Linked DNA regions of Mus musculus: region 2 is linked to region 1. A link is a contact called in public ChIA-PET data. All regions are on one chromosome and are shown on one strand. The core of a region is the stretch at or near the end of the contact, and the rest is flanking DNA. Distances in the headings are between cores, read along the strand shown. Region 1 holds the start of 4930478L05Rik (RIKEN cDNA 4930478L05 gene). Region 2 has its middle 17 kb from the start of Gm24861.

Region 1 (5,775 bases), core at 373-2,872:
GCACTGGAGGGACAGCCCCATTCGTTCCCAAAGCATATCATACGAAAACTTTTGTTGAGTTCTTTCTCTGATAACACTGCGTCTAGCAGAACATTTAACCCCAAGAGAATACAGGCGACCCCCATTCCCCCTAGAAGTAAAATCATAACCAAAACAAGAGTTTTGTTTACCTGTCAATCCTTGGTGGAGAGCCAAGAAATAAAAGGGGCACCGGGGAAAAGTTGCTAAGTGAACAGGGCGTACACTGTCTGCTGCTTTCGGCTTAAAACAACCAACACTGCCTGGCCCTGCTGCAGGAAGAGGGGGTCAGATGCAGAGGTGGAAAACCTGGGACAGAAAGGCCAACTCCTCAGCAATTCAAACTTCAACATCCACAGAACATGAAGCTACCGTATTAATGGAAAAGGGGCCCAGTAACCCAGTAACAGCAACACCTAGGAGAAATTGGACACACCCCTAGATCCACCAATTCTTCTCCGCACAAGCATGGCTCCTCTCCCATCATGGTCTTATTCATCAGTCTTTCTCACTTCATACATACTCCAAGAGCTCAGCAATTACATTCAAGGAGGAGAGCTACATAGTATTTAGGGCACAGGGAATTCATGAGGCTACTAAAGGCATAAATAAAACTAAGACAGGAAGAAGGCAATGGAGTCTAGAGTTACGCTGGAGGAGGAATGAAAGGCAGGGGTGAGCAGTTAAGAGGGCTCCTGGAATCCTGGGCTTGGTAGTACAGGATATATATATATATATCCCAGCTATGGAAGAGGTTGCCTTAGGAGGTTGGCAAGTTTAATGTCAGCTTGTCTTACTGCATGTTCAAGGGCTGCCTGGAAAACTAGTGAGATCTCGCCTGAAAATAAAAAAAAAAAAAAAAAAAAAAAAAAAAGCAAACCCCAAAAAACTAAAAAACAAGAGGTGGGATACAGTTCATTGACAGAGCAAGTCAGATACTAGGTTTAATTTTAACAGTTAAGAAAAGTAAAAGGGGGGTATGATAAGAGGGGTCTGCAACCCTATAGGTGGAACAACAATATGAACTAACCAGTACCCCCCAGAGCTCTTATCTCTAGCTGCATATGTAGCAGAAGATGGCCGAGTCAGCCATCACTGGGAAGAGAGGCTCCTTGGTATTGCAAACTTTATATGCCCCAGTACAGGGGAATGCCAGGGCCAAGAAGCGGGAGTGGGTGGGTTGGGGAGCAGGGTGTGGGGAGGGTATAAGGAACTTTCGGGATAGCATTTGAAATGTATATAAAGAAAATATCTAATTAAAAAAAATACTCTCTATGAACTCCGAATTAACTAAACCAAAAGTAGCTAATCATGTTATACTTAGCACTCTGCATCCGGGAGCTAAAAGAGCTTGACCCGGAAGAAATGGCAAGGGCGGGCTCATTGACGAGTCATAACCAAACATATGCAGGATCAGGCTTGTGTTTTAAAGACCTTTCTTGGTCGTACAGACGGAGAGGCCTCGGTGCGGGTGTTGTGGTGAGCGAGAGGAGAGAAAATAAATGGCTTCTGAAGAAGAACCCGTGAGGGAGTAATGCCGTGACAGAGGAGGAGCGGAAGCGGAAGTGAGAAGCCTGCTTCCGGTCTGCAGCTGACTTGCCTTTGCAAATGAGAGAACTATCACCTGCTGCGGTGCAAGGCAGCGAGCAGTGCTGTGACTCCATTTCAGCCCTAACTCTTCACTTCCTGCCCTCATTTTCTCCAAGGCCATGATTCTGTGCCTGTGATAACAGAAATCACCTTTTAATCTCGAGTGGTTGACTTCTGTCTACCATCTGGGGAAACTTGTTCATCATTTCAACCATGACACCTGTTGTCAGCTGCTGGAATTAATTCTGAGTACTTTCTGTTTGGATTCAGTGTTTTTGTATGTCTCGTAACACATTTCACTCCTGGCTGCTGGGATGAATCGACCATGATTTTGAGCTAGAGAGTCTTTTTTATGCATTTGTTATTAATAATAATAACAATTATTATTATTAATAGAGTGCTCTGGGTTGTGCAGTCCACGTGCTTGTCTTGATCACCGATTTCAAAGCAGTCAAGATTATCTGCAGTGAGTGCCCACGCGGCGGCTGCTGCATCCAGAAGTAGTGTTTGTCTGTGTCAAAGGAGCCTAGAAAAGCATTCCAAGACAGCCTGCTCAAACACTGCTTTTATACTTCTAGTCAACTAAAATAACTAGACACAACTGTTAGTGCTAGCTGTACTGTGGTGTTATTCTCAAAGGAAGACAAAGCTCTTTGGTTATATTATTAAGACTCACAGCTCCAGAAAGTCCTTAGGTAATTTGGTAAATAGACCAAAGTTTCCTTGTGAGTTGCTTTAGAAGAAAAATCTTAAAGGCAATTCTCTGAAGTTCTTCTGACATGGCCTTAGTAGGAACAGAATGTCATATGCCAGGAGACATGGGCTTAGGGCTCGTCTGTGTAATAATATACATATTTTCACAGTCCTTCAAGGAATGTCCTTCCGGTTCACATTAATGATGGCCATGATAATCCCAGACGGCATCAGTCCAGGAGGCTAAGGTGTGGCTAATGTTTTAGCAAGATGGTAAATGCTGGGACCTTCAGGACAGCCCTTAAGGCTGTGGAAAACACAGCTCTTAAGGACATGAGTTCGGAAATATATAACTTTTCAACTATGCAAAAACATAAGGATGCAATATGAATTGAATAAAGGGTTCCACGGATCTACAGAAACAGAGGCAGCTACACTATGAGCCGGCTTGTCAGAAAGATACAAAGACAGGCAGATGCAAATGCAGGCAGATTCCTGAGTTCAAGGTCAGCCTGGGATGGAGGAAATTTAGGTCTATTTATTCTATTTATTTAGAAATTTAGGTGTGTTAGAAAAGGTAATTTCAGGACTGGGTCCCACCCAGCTAGCTTACTGACGTGCTTAACAGAGGCAGGCAGATCTCTGACTTCTTTTGCAATGTTAAAAGAAAATGTGGGTTTCCTGTCTTCTAAGAATTAGGAGGCTGGGGGCACGGGATGCAGATTCATAGGATGGTCAAAGGGAAACCTGGAGTAAATGACCGGATTGATATGTAAAATAAAAGACTGAGTTCATGATCTGCAAGAGAAGAGATATCCAGAGAATTTTTTTTTTTTTAGAACAGCAAGAGAACTGCCTGGAGAAGCATCAGAACACAGAGAGAAAGCAGATCAGAGAGAAAGACCGCAGAACAGAGAGATGGCAGGCAGGGACGCTATCTCCAGCAGAGCACAAATCGCCAGCTTCAACCCACGATTTGATTGTGAGTCCTTTCTTTCACTGCTCCCCTTCCTCAGAACCTCTCCAAGCCGAGGCTGGTCCTTAGCATTCTTCCATGTTCATTCACCAATTAACCACTCAAGCACTATTCTGCTAGTCCTTCTGTACTGGCTGAACATTCGCTGGTCTTTACGGAATTACATAGGAAAAGGAAATGGTGCAGGAGACAAACATACCGGCAAGTCCCTGCAGCAGTAAAGTGGACAGGTTTCCACGAAGATGAGGGTGTAATGGAAGGTTCATACTGAAGCAGGGGCAGTGATATATACGCCTTTAGTCCTGGTAGGTGGGAAACAGGCAGGTAAACCTCTGCATGTTCAAGGCCAGACAGGCCCGCCAAACCTACACAGCAAAATCCCGTCCCGAAACAAGAGCAGAGAATAAAACAGAAGGGGGGGGATGGCATACGGTCTGCTCATCTGAGGGAGCTTTTTTGTTTCTGTGAGACAGGGTATGGAACTGTGTCTTTTTTTGGTTTTTCGAGATAGGGTATAGCCCTGGCTATCCTGGAACTCACTTTGTAGACCAGGCTGGCCTCGAACTCAGAAATCCGCCTGCCTCTGCCTCCCAAGTGCTGGGATTAAAGGCGTGCGCCACCTCTTAAACTCAGTCTCAAACACACCACAATCTTCCTGCCTCAGACTTCTGTGTATGGAAATTATCTGCGCAAGCCACAAAGCCCAGACCAGAAATGTAACCTTTTAAAGGACTTTGACTGCATAGTCCTTTTGTGGCGGTAACCCTCCTGCATCATTCCATGAGGTGTATAAGTCTGTACCATCTCCCATGCTTCATCTCCAACAGCAGACAGGAGGAAGGATTCCAGTCCAAAAATGACATACGGCATAGAATAATTTACCTTCAGATTCGCAGTCTCAGGTGCTCACAAATTATACAAGTGAAGATGTTTAAAATTAGCTGCAAATGTAGATGATTTGAGGGGAGAGAAATAGAAGACAATCTGCTAGATATTAGCAGGTACAAGGTCACAAAAGACCAGGGGTGAGGCTAGGCGGGCTAGGGCAAAAAATGCGCCAATATAGTTTTATCCAACAAAACAAATGCAACACAGTGGGAAGCAGCCTGAAGGACTAACTATAGACAATGGGAAAACCCGATGAGGAGGGACTCTCTGTAAGGAGTGCCAGTCACTATCTCAGAAAGGATATCTCCATTACAGGGAAGGTGGCACTAATTATAGAGAGAATGTCACTGCCATAGTGAAGGTGCCATTCACGGCCTTAGGGTGCCACTATCTGAGTGTGTGATCTACAGTTAAAGCAACGCAAGCAGAAGAAAGTCAAAGAAGCGTCCTTTACCCGGTGGCTGCGGCTGTATCAGCGGCTGGCCACGGAGCCCTACCTGGGTCTGAGCTCCAGTGTGTCTTTTACTTTCTAAGAGACTGGAGGACAACTCCACTTGGGTCCCTTCATTTTGTCACACACAGATGAGGATACAATTATTTCTGCTTGGCCAAGATGGGAGAAATCTATGTTTGCTATAACAACTGCTAGATTTCACTTGAGATCAGTTCATAATGTTAAGGGTTTCCAATTTCCACATTTTTCTTCTTTTCTTTTTCTTGCTGCAGTTTATCACTGAGTGAGAGGAAGTGTTACTCATTTCCTGTTGCCTATGCAGAGGAGGGTGAACCTCTCCATAAGTAAGTAACGGAGTGCTTACTTCAGATGGGCTCAGTCTCACGGCAATGGGGATTCCTGTCTGTTGGCCCGGCTCAGGACTGTGTATCCCTGTGTACTTTTGCAATGGTTTTGTTAGCTGAACCTCATTAGAGATGAGAGTGGAAAGTGAGCTGAAATCAAAGGATGTTTCCCAAGAAAAGCAGCTGTAATCAGAAGGGCGCACGATAAAGGCTTGTCTGAACTGAACCCCACATGGGCGGAGCTAGGTTCACATTCTTACCCCTGACCTACTTACAGTGGACCTATTTTCATTACGTAAACTTTTCTCCTTGACTTTCTAGTCTCAGTTTAAAAGTCTAGATTAAGTTTTAAAGTCTGGATTACCCACAAATGTTGCTTGGTCATGATGGTTTCATCGTCGTCAGGATTTGGTTTGGACCTATGTAACAGGAAAGTGAACTATTATGGAGTGGGTATTTGTCGTATAAAAACAAGTGGTGGGGGGAGGGACATGGCTCTGTCAGTAAAGTGCTTGCCGTGCAAGCATGAGAAATGTTTGAACCCTATCGCAAAAGCTAGGCTTCGTGGCACAGCCCTCAGACCCAGAGCTGGAGAGGTTAGACACGAGGACCCCATGTCTCATTGGCCAGTCAGTGCGGCTTGTCCATGAGCTCCACGTGAGACTAGCTTCAGGGAAACTGACATTCAGTGAAAGGCCCTGTTTCCAAAAATAAGGTAGAGAGTGACTGAGGAAAGCCCCTGGCCTCAACCCTTAGCCTGTACCTGCCCACCTGTGTAACCCAACGTGTAGAAACACGTGCCCCAAACAGAA
Region 2 (6,050 bases), core at 389-2,888, 46 kb after region 1:
AAAGCAAAAGTGTGATGGATGTCTTATTTACTGGATCAAGGTTTTGTCTCAGACGTGTTTCAGGAGGGAACCTGAAGAAGTCGTTATGAAGAGTGAATAAATCCTCCTGAAACGATGGGAAACAAGGAAGGTGACACCAAGACAGTGGAAGACCCTGAGCAATGCAGAGCCCTACAGAATTGGGTACCAATAATGTTGAGTGCCTACAATAGAAGCCACACACTGTCAGTATCAGCATATCAGATGAAAAAGGCTTAAATTGTTGTATTATAGTGTGAAAACAGCCCACAATACCCCTGAGGGGGTCACAGGGCAAGCAAACCAGAAGTTAGAAACACAAAATGTGTTTGTTAAGTACGAGGCTCAGAATATGCCATGTAATGATGATTTGATTAATAACTGACACACATGTGAAGGTGAACCCATAAAATTATTATGGGCTACAGAATTCCAAAATTTCTTTCAGCTAGTGACATTGTAGTTGTCATAATATCGCAGTACAAGACATTATTCCTGTGTTAGTAATATTGTTGGTGTAAGCAAACCTGTACTGCCGTTGTATAAAGCATAGTACAAACAATGACAGAAGTTACACAATATAACTCCATAATACTGAACATGGCTGTGTTACTTTGCTTTGTGTGTGTGTGTGTGTGTGTGTGTGTGTGTGTGTGCGAGAGAGAGAGAGAGAGAGAGAGAGAGAGAGAGAGAGAGAGAGGAGGTGGGGGATTTTGTGTGTATTTATTATCTTACAGTTTCCATTTTTAATTTAGGATGCATTCCTTCTATTTATTTTGAGAAGTTTGCTATAAAGCCATGCTGGCTTTGCTGGCTAAGCCTCATATTTAATGTTTACCATCTCCCTTGATTGTATCTAAAGGTCAGTCAACTGATTGGCTTCTATCATTGAGGTTTACATAAGCACCCATGGTATTTGTTCCCACAATGTTGCAATCACCTAACAAGATAGTTTTCAGAACATGCCTGCATTATCAAACAATGTTCTTCAAATGTGTAGGTTTCCTTTGTTCTGCTTTGCATTTTATAAATGGGGACACCAACTTAATAGCTTGTTTGCTCTCTGCAAAATGAGTAACTATTGTGCATACATATAGAAGAATGTAGTTTATTTATAGAAGGACACATTAATGCTTTCTCGGTTGTAAATCTGCCAAGGAACCCTAATTATTCTCTCCTCTCTGCTTAATGAGGCTCTGTGAAGTTCCCATAATAGTTACTAGCTGTGAGTAAGAGTACTATAAAAGCCACTTCAGAAATTGACTCAAAGTCAAGCCCAACTAAAAGTGATAAACCCAGAGAGCTAAGTAAAAAATCATAAAAACAAAGCAGCTCACTTTATAAATTATTCAGCCTTGACTCCCTGGGAAAACTTGAGTAAAACAACAAATTTACCAGCAGAGTGGGCTCTGTCTGAGATGATTAGCTACTGTGTTGGTGAGTGTGAACTGTGAACGTGACGCAAGCTAGAATCACCTGGGAAGACAGTCTTAATGAGGGATTATCTACATCAGACTGGCCTGTGGGCATGTGTGTGTGTGAGAGAAGCATAGCTGTAGTTAACTGAGGTGGGAAGACCCACCCTGAATGTGTGCAGAACTATTTCCTGTGCTGAGCGTTAAACTATGTAAGTGTGAGGAGAGCTCTTTGAGCAGAAGCAGCAAGCAAGCAGAGACGTTATGTTCACTCTTTCTCTGCTTTCTACTCTGGATGTGACGTTTTGATTTTCTGCCTCAACTTTCTCACAACGATGGACTATAACCTAGAATTGCAAGCCACATCAACCTTTCCTGCCATATTTGCAGTTGCGTAATTTAAGAAAAAGTTTATGACGAGTAAGCAGTCAATAATGCATACAATTTCCGGGAGCCTATAGGCTAAACAAAGTAGTTGCAATGTTGTATTGTGTAACTAAAAGCCAAACGAATCTTGTCCTGAGCAGGTATGAGAGTTCTAATATTCTCACAGAATAGGATTTTCAACTTTATAGGATGGCTTTGCATCTTCATCAGCACCTGTTGTCTTCTAAAACTTAATCATCTGAACACAGAACATTTAAGAAGGGAGGAATAGGAATATGGGGTGAGAGAATATTCCCCAGTTGAGTTAAAGTGGTGTCCAGAGAACCAGCAGTGTGTTCTTACATCTTTCTGTATTTCTACCACAGAAAGCAGCGTGGGAAAAGCAGTTAAGGGTCAAAAACTGAAATCCTGGTAACAGGAAAATCTCAGTTATTGGATTCAGTCGTAAGCTTTCAAATTGACTGGCACATTTCCCCTGCAACAAACTTGCTCTTCCTTTTTCCCCTTCATTCCTTCCTTCCTTCCTTTGTTCCTTCCTTCCCTTCTTTTTTTTCATTTTATTATTTTTATTTGTGAGATTATAACGTAATTTCCCACATCTCACCCCACCCCCACCGAACCCCACTGCATGCACACCCTTCCTTTAGCGCTTTCAAGCTTATGACCTCTTTTTTTTTTCATTAACTGTCGTTACATGTAATTTCCTTTAAATAACACAGATTCTGAAGTGTGAACACAGTTTGTCATGTTTGCAGGGCAATCATTTACTGACTGAGCTGTCTCACCACCTCTCTTCATTTTAATGTATCATCTAATGACTTCTGCTGCAAAGCTGCTAAGCTTTTCTTGCATAGCAGCCATCTTCTGTGTAGTAGGTGATGGCACTGTTTAAGAAGTGAGTGTGACTGCTCCCTCATCCATGGAGGGGTTGGGTTCATGTTTTAAACACAGAACTCACTCAAAGAATGTGGCTCAATTGACATCTAGGTGGACTTGACTTTTCCTCTTTCTTCTTTCCTGACACAACAGCTAGAGAGTCTGACCTGTCATCTCAGGACCATAAAATAAACTGGAAAATTAAATTCTTACCCTGAAGATGATGGGTCAGGAAAAAGAAAACTAGCCTCCTGCTTTGCAGCGAGTATCTCCACCCACTTAGCCCAGCTGCCTTTTTCATCCCTTGCTAATCATTCGTTCTTTTTCTCCCTGAAATTGGATAGTATATACTACAGTCAAATTTCAAGACATTCCCTAGTTTTGCATAAAATGCAGAGTGTGGTCCTGCTTTACTTTCTTCACACTTGGAGAATATTCTCCAGAAGCCAGGCAGCTAGGACAAGCCTTGCACTGTTCTCATTGGAAGCGAACCATTTGCTTTATCTTGACTATTCCTAGACACAATGTAATACGTTCTACCAAGGCTGGGTCTATACTCTCCCAGAGCAGCTGCATGCCAACATGTCTGTCTTATCTCCCTGATGCTACCAGTAGGTATCAATATAAATTTAAATGTTTACCAATTTGATTTTGATAGACATCATTTTGTTTCTTGCATTACTGCTGAGATGACCTTTATTTAACAAAAATAATTTTTATATTTTAAAATTTCCTTTGCTTTCTCCTTCACCTCCTGCACCCTCTTCACCTCCTTTCCCTCCTTCTCTTCTCCCCTCACCACCCTGTTCTGTTCTGCAGTTCAGGAGATTGAAACCATGCCTTCTCACTTGCTAGACAAGTTCTCTACCACTGAGCTATATCTCCAGCCCTCTTTTAAACGTTTATTTTGACATAGGGCTTCAATAAGTTGTCAGGATGACCTTGAAGTCAATCTGTAGCCCAGGCTGGCCAGCAATTTGTGATTCTTCAGCATCAGCATCCTGAGTCACTGTGATGGAAGGGCCACACCCCTAGGCACAGTTCTGTGAGTTTACTGAAAGTTCTGCCATGTGCTCATGAATTCAGTGAGTTCCCACCCCCTTTGGAGCCCCTGGTTATCATGTCTGACAAATTCCACATACAAGTGCATCTTCCATTTTCAGTGTCTTGTAAAGCTTTTATAGTTTTGATTATTACTTTTAAACTTTCTTTATCTTTGACATGTTTACATTCTTTTTTTTTAATTAGGTATTTTCCTCATTTACATTTTCAATGCTATCCCAAAGGTCCCCCATACCCACCCCCCCAATCCCCTACCCACCACTCCCCCTTTTTGGCCCTGGCGTTCCCCTGTACTGGGGCATATAAAGTTTGCAAGTCCAATGGGCCTCTCTTTGCAGTGATGGCCGACTAGGCCATCTTTTGATACATATGCAGCTAAAGACAAGAGCTCCTGGGTACTGGTTAGTTCATATTGTTGTTCCACCTATAGGGTTGCAGTTCCCTTTAGCTCCTTGGGTAATTTCTCTAGCTCCTCCATTAGGGGCCGTGTGACCCATCCAATAACTGACTGTGATCATCCACTTCTGTGTTTGCTAGGCCCCGGCATAGTCTCACAAGAGAGAGCTATAACTGGGTCCTTTCAGTGAAATCTTGCTAGTGTATGCAATGGTGTCAGCATTTGGAAGCTGATTATGGGATGGATCCCTGCATATGGCAGTCACTAGATGGTCCATCCTTTCGTCACAGCTGGAAATTTTGTCTCTGTAACTCCTTCTATGGGTGTTTTGTTCCCATTTCTAAGAAAGGGTAAAGTGTCCACACTTTGGTCTTCGTTCTTCTTGAATTTCATGTGTTTGGCAAGTTGTATCTTATATCTTGGGTATCCTAAGTTTCTGGGCTATTATCCACTTATCAGTGAGTACATATTGTGCGAGTTCCTTTGTGATTGGGTTACTTCACTCAGGATGATACCCTCCAGGTCCATCCATTTGCCTAGGAATTTCATAAATTCATTTTTTTAAATAGCTGAGTAGTATTCCATTGTGTAAATGTACCACATTTTCTGTATCCATTCCTCTGTTGAGGGGCATCTGGGTTCTTTCCAGCTTCTGGCTATTACAAACAAGGCTGCTATGAACATAGTGGAGCATGTGTCCTTCTTACCGGTTGGGACATCTTCTGGATATATGCCCAGGAGAGGTATTGCGGGATCTTCCGGTAGTACTATGTCCAATTTTCTGAGGAACCGCCAGACTGATTTCCAGACTGGTTGTACAAGCTTGCAATCCCACCAACAATGGAGGAGTGTTCCCCTTTCTCCACATCCTCGCCAACATCTGCTGTCGCCTGAGTTTTTGATCTTAACCATTCTGACTGGAGTGAAGTGGAATCTCAGTGTTGTTTTGATTTGCATTTCCCTGATGATTAAGGATGTTGAACATTTTTTCAGGTGTTTCTCTGCCATTCGGTATTCCTCGGGTGAGAATTCTTTGTTCAGCTCTGAGCCCCATTTTTTAATGGGGTTATTTGATTTTCTGGAGTCCACCTTCTTGAGTTCTTTATACATATTGGATATTAGTCCCCTATCCGATTAGGGATAGGTAAAGATCCTTTCCCAATCTGTTGGTGGCCTTTTTGTCTTATTGATGGTGTCTTTTGCTTTGCAGAAGCTTTGCAATTTTATGAGGTCCCATTTATCGATTCTTGATCTTACAGCACAAGCCATTGCTGTTCTATTCAGGAATTTTTCCCCTGTACCCATATCTTTGAGGCTTTTCCCTACTTTCTCCTCTATAAGTTTCAGTGTCTCTGGTTTTATGTGGAGTTCCTTAATCCACTTAGATTTGACCTTAGTACAAGGAGATAGAAATGGATCAATTCGCATTCTTCTACATGATAACCGCCAGTTGTGCCAGCACCATTTGTTGAAAATGCTGTCTTTTTTCCACTGGATGGTTTTAGCTCCCTTGTCAAAGATCAAGTGACCATAGGTGTGTGGGTTCATCTCTGGGTCTTCAATTCTGTTCCATTGGTCTACTTGTCTGTCACTATACCAGTACCATGCAGTTTTGATCACAATTGCTCTGTAGTACAGTTTTAGGTCCGGCATGGTGATTCCACCAGAGGTTCTTTTATCCTTGAGAATAGTTTTTGCTATCCTCGGTTTTTTGTTATTCCAGATGAATCTGCCGATTGCCCTTTCTAATTCGTTGAAGAATTGAGTTGGAATTTTGATGGGGATTGCATTGAATCTGTAGATTGCTTTTGGCAAGATAGCCATTTTTACAATGTTGATCCTGCCAATCCATGAGCATGGGAGATCTTTCTATCTTCTGAGATCTTCTTTAATTT

The links. ChIA-PET counts read pairs in DNA pulled down with a chosen protein or histone mark.
Region 2: a contact with region 1 is called in an RNA polymerase II ChIA-PET map of effector CD8 T cells, with 6 read pairs. The contact joins the enhancer-like site here to the promoter of 4930478L05Rik in region 1. A contact is called at or near these places in 2 of 484 Hi-C or Micro-C datasets (Sertoli cells and nephron progenitors), 3 of 115 datasets of contacts at active chromatin or transcription factors (effector CD8 T cells and embryonic stem cells) and 3 of 9 other capture datasets (adipose tissue, liver and pancreatic islet).

What each region holds. Positions count from the first base shown.
Region 1 is chr16:78,558,694-78,564,468 of GRCm38.p6, forward strand. 4930478L05Rik (RIKEN cDNA 4930478L05 gene) reads left to right here and starts at 1,623. Exons shown (of 3, transcript NR_040569.1): 1 at 1,623-2,074; 2 at 3,141-3,283; 3 at 4,892-5,775. The region is part of intron 2 of D16Ertd472e (DNA segment, Chr 16, ERATO Doi 472, expressed); the gene reads right to left. It overlaps LOC115488614 (a long non-coding RNA gene), which reads right to left. Exons shown (of 2, transcript XR_003951854.1): 1 at 1,453-5,775; 2 at 1-327.
Region 2 is chr16:78,604,868-78,610,917 of GRCm38.p6, forward strand. No RefSeq gene overlaps it. Among named protein-coding and RNA genes, the nearest start is that of Gm24861, 17 kb to the right of the region's middle. Within about 2 kb of position 1,639, at least 12 of the 459 cell types and tissues checked have an H3K27ac peak or open chromatin away from gene starts, as enhancers often do. A contact at or near this core is called in effector CD8 T cells, where this site is marked.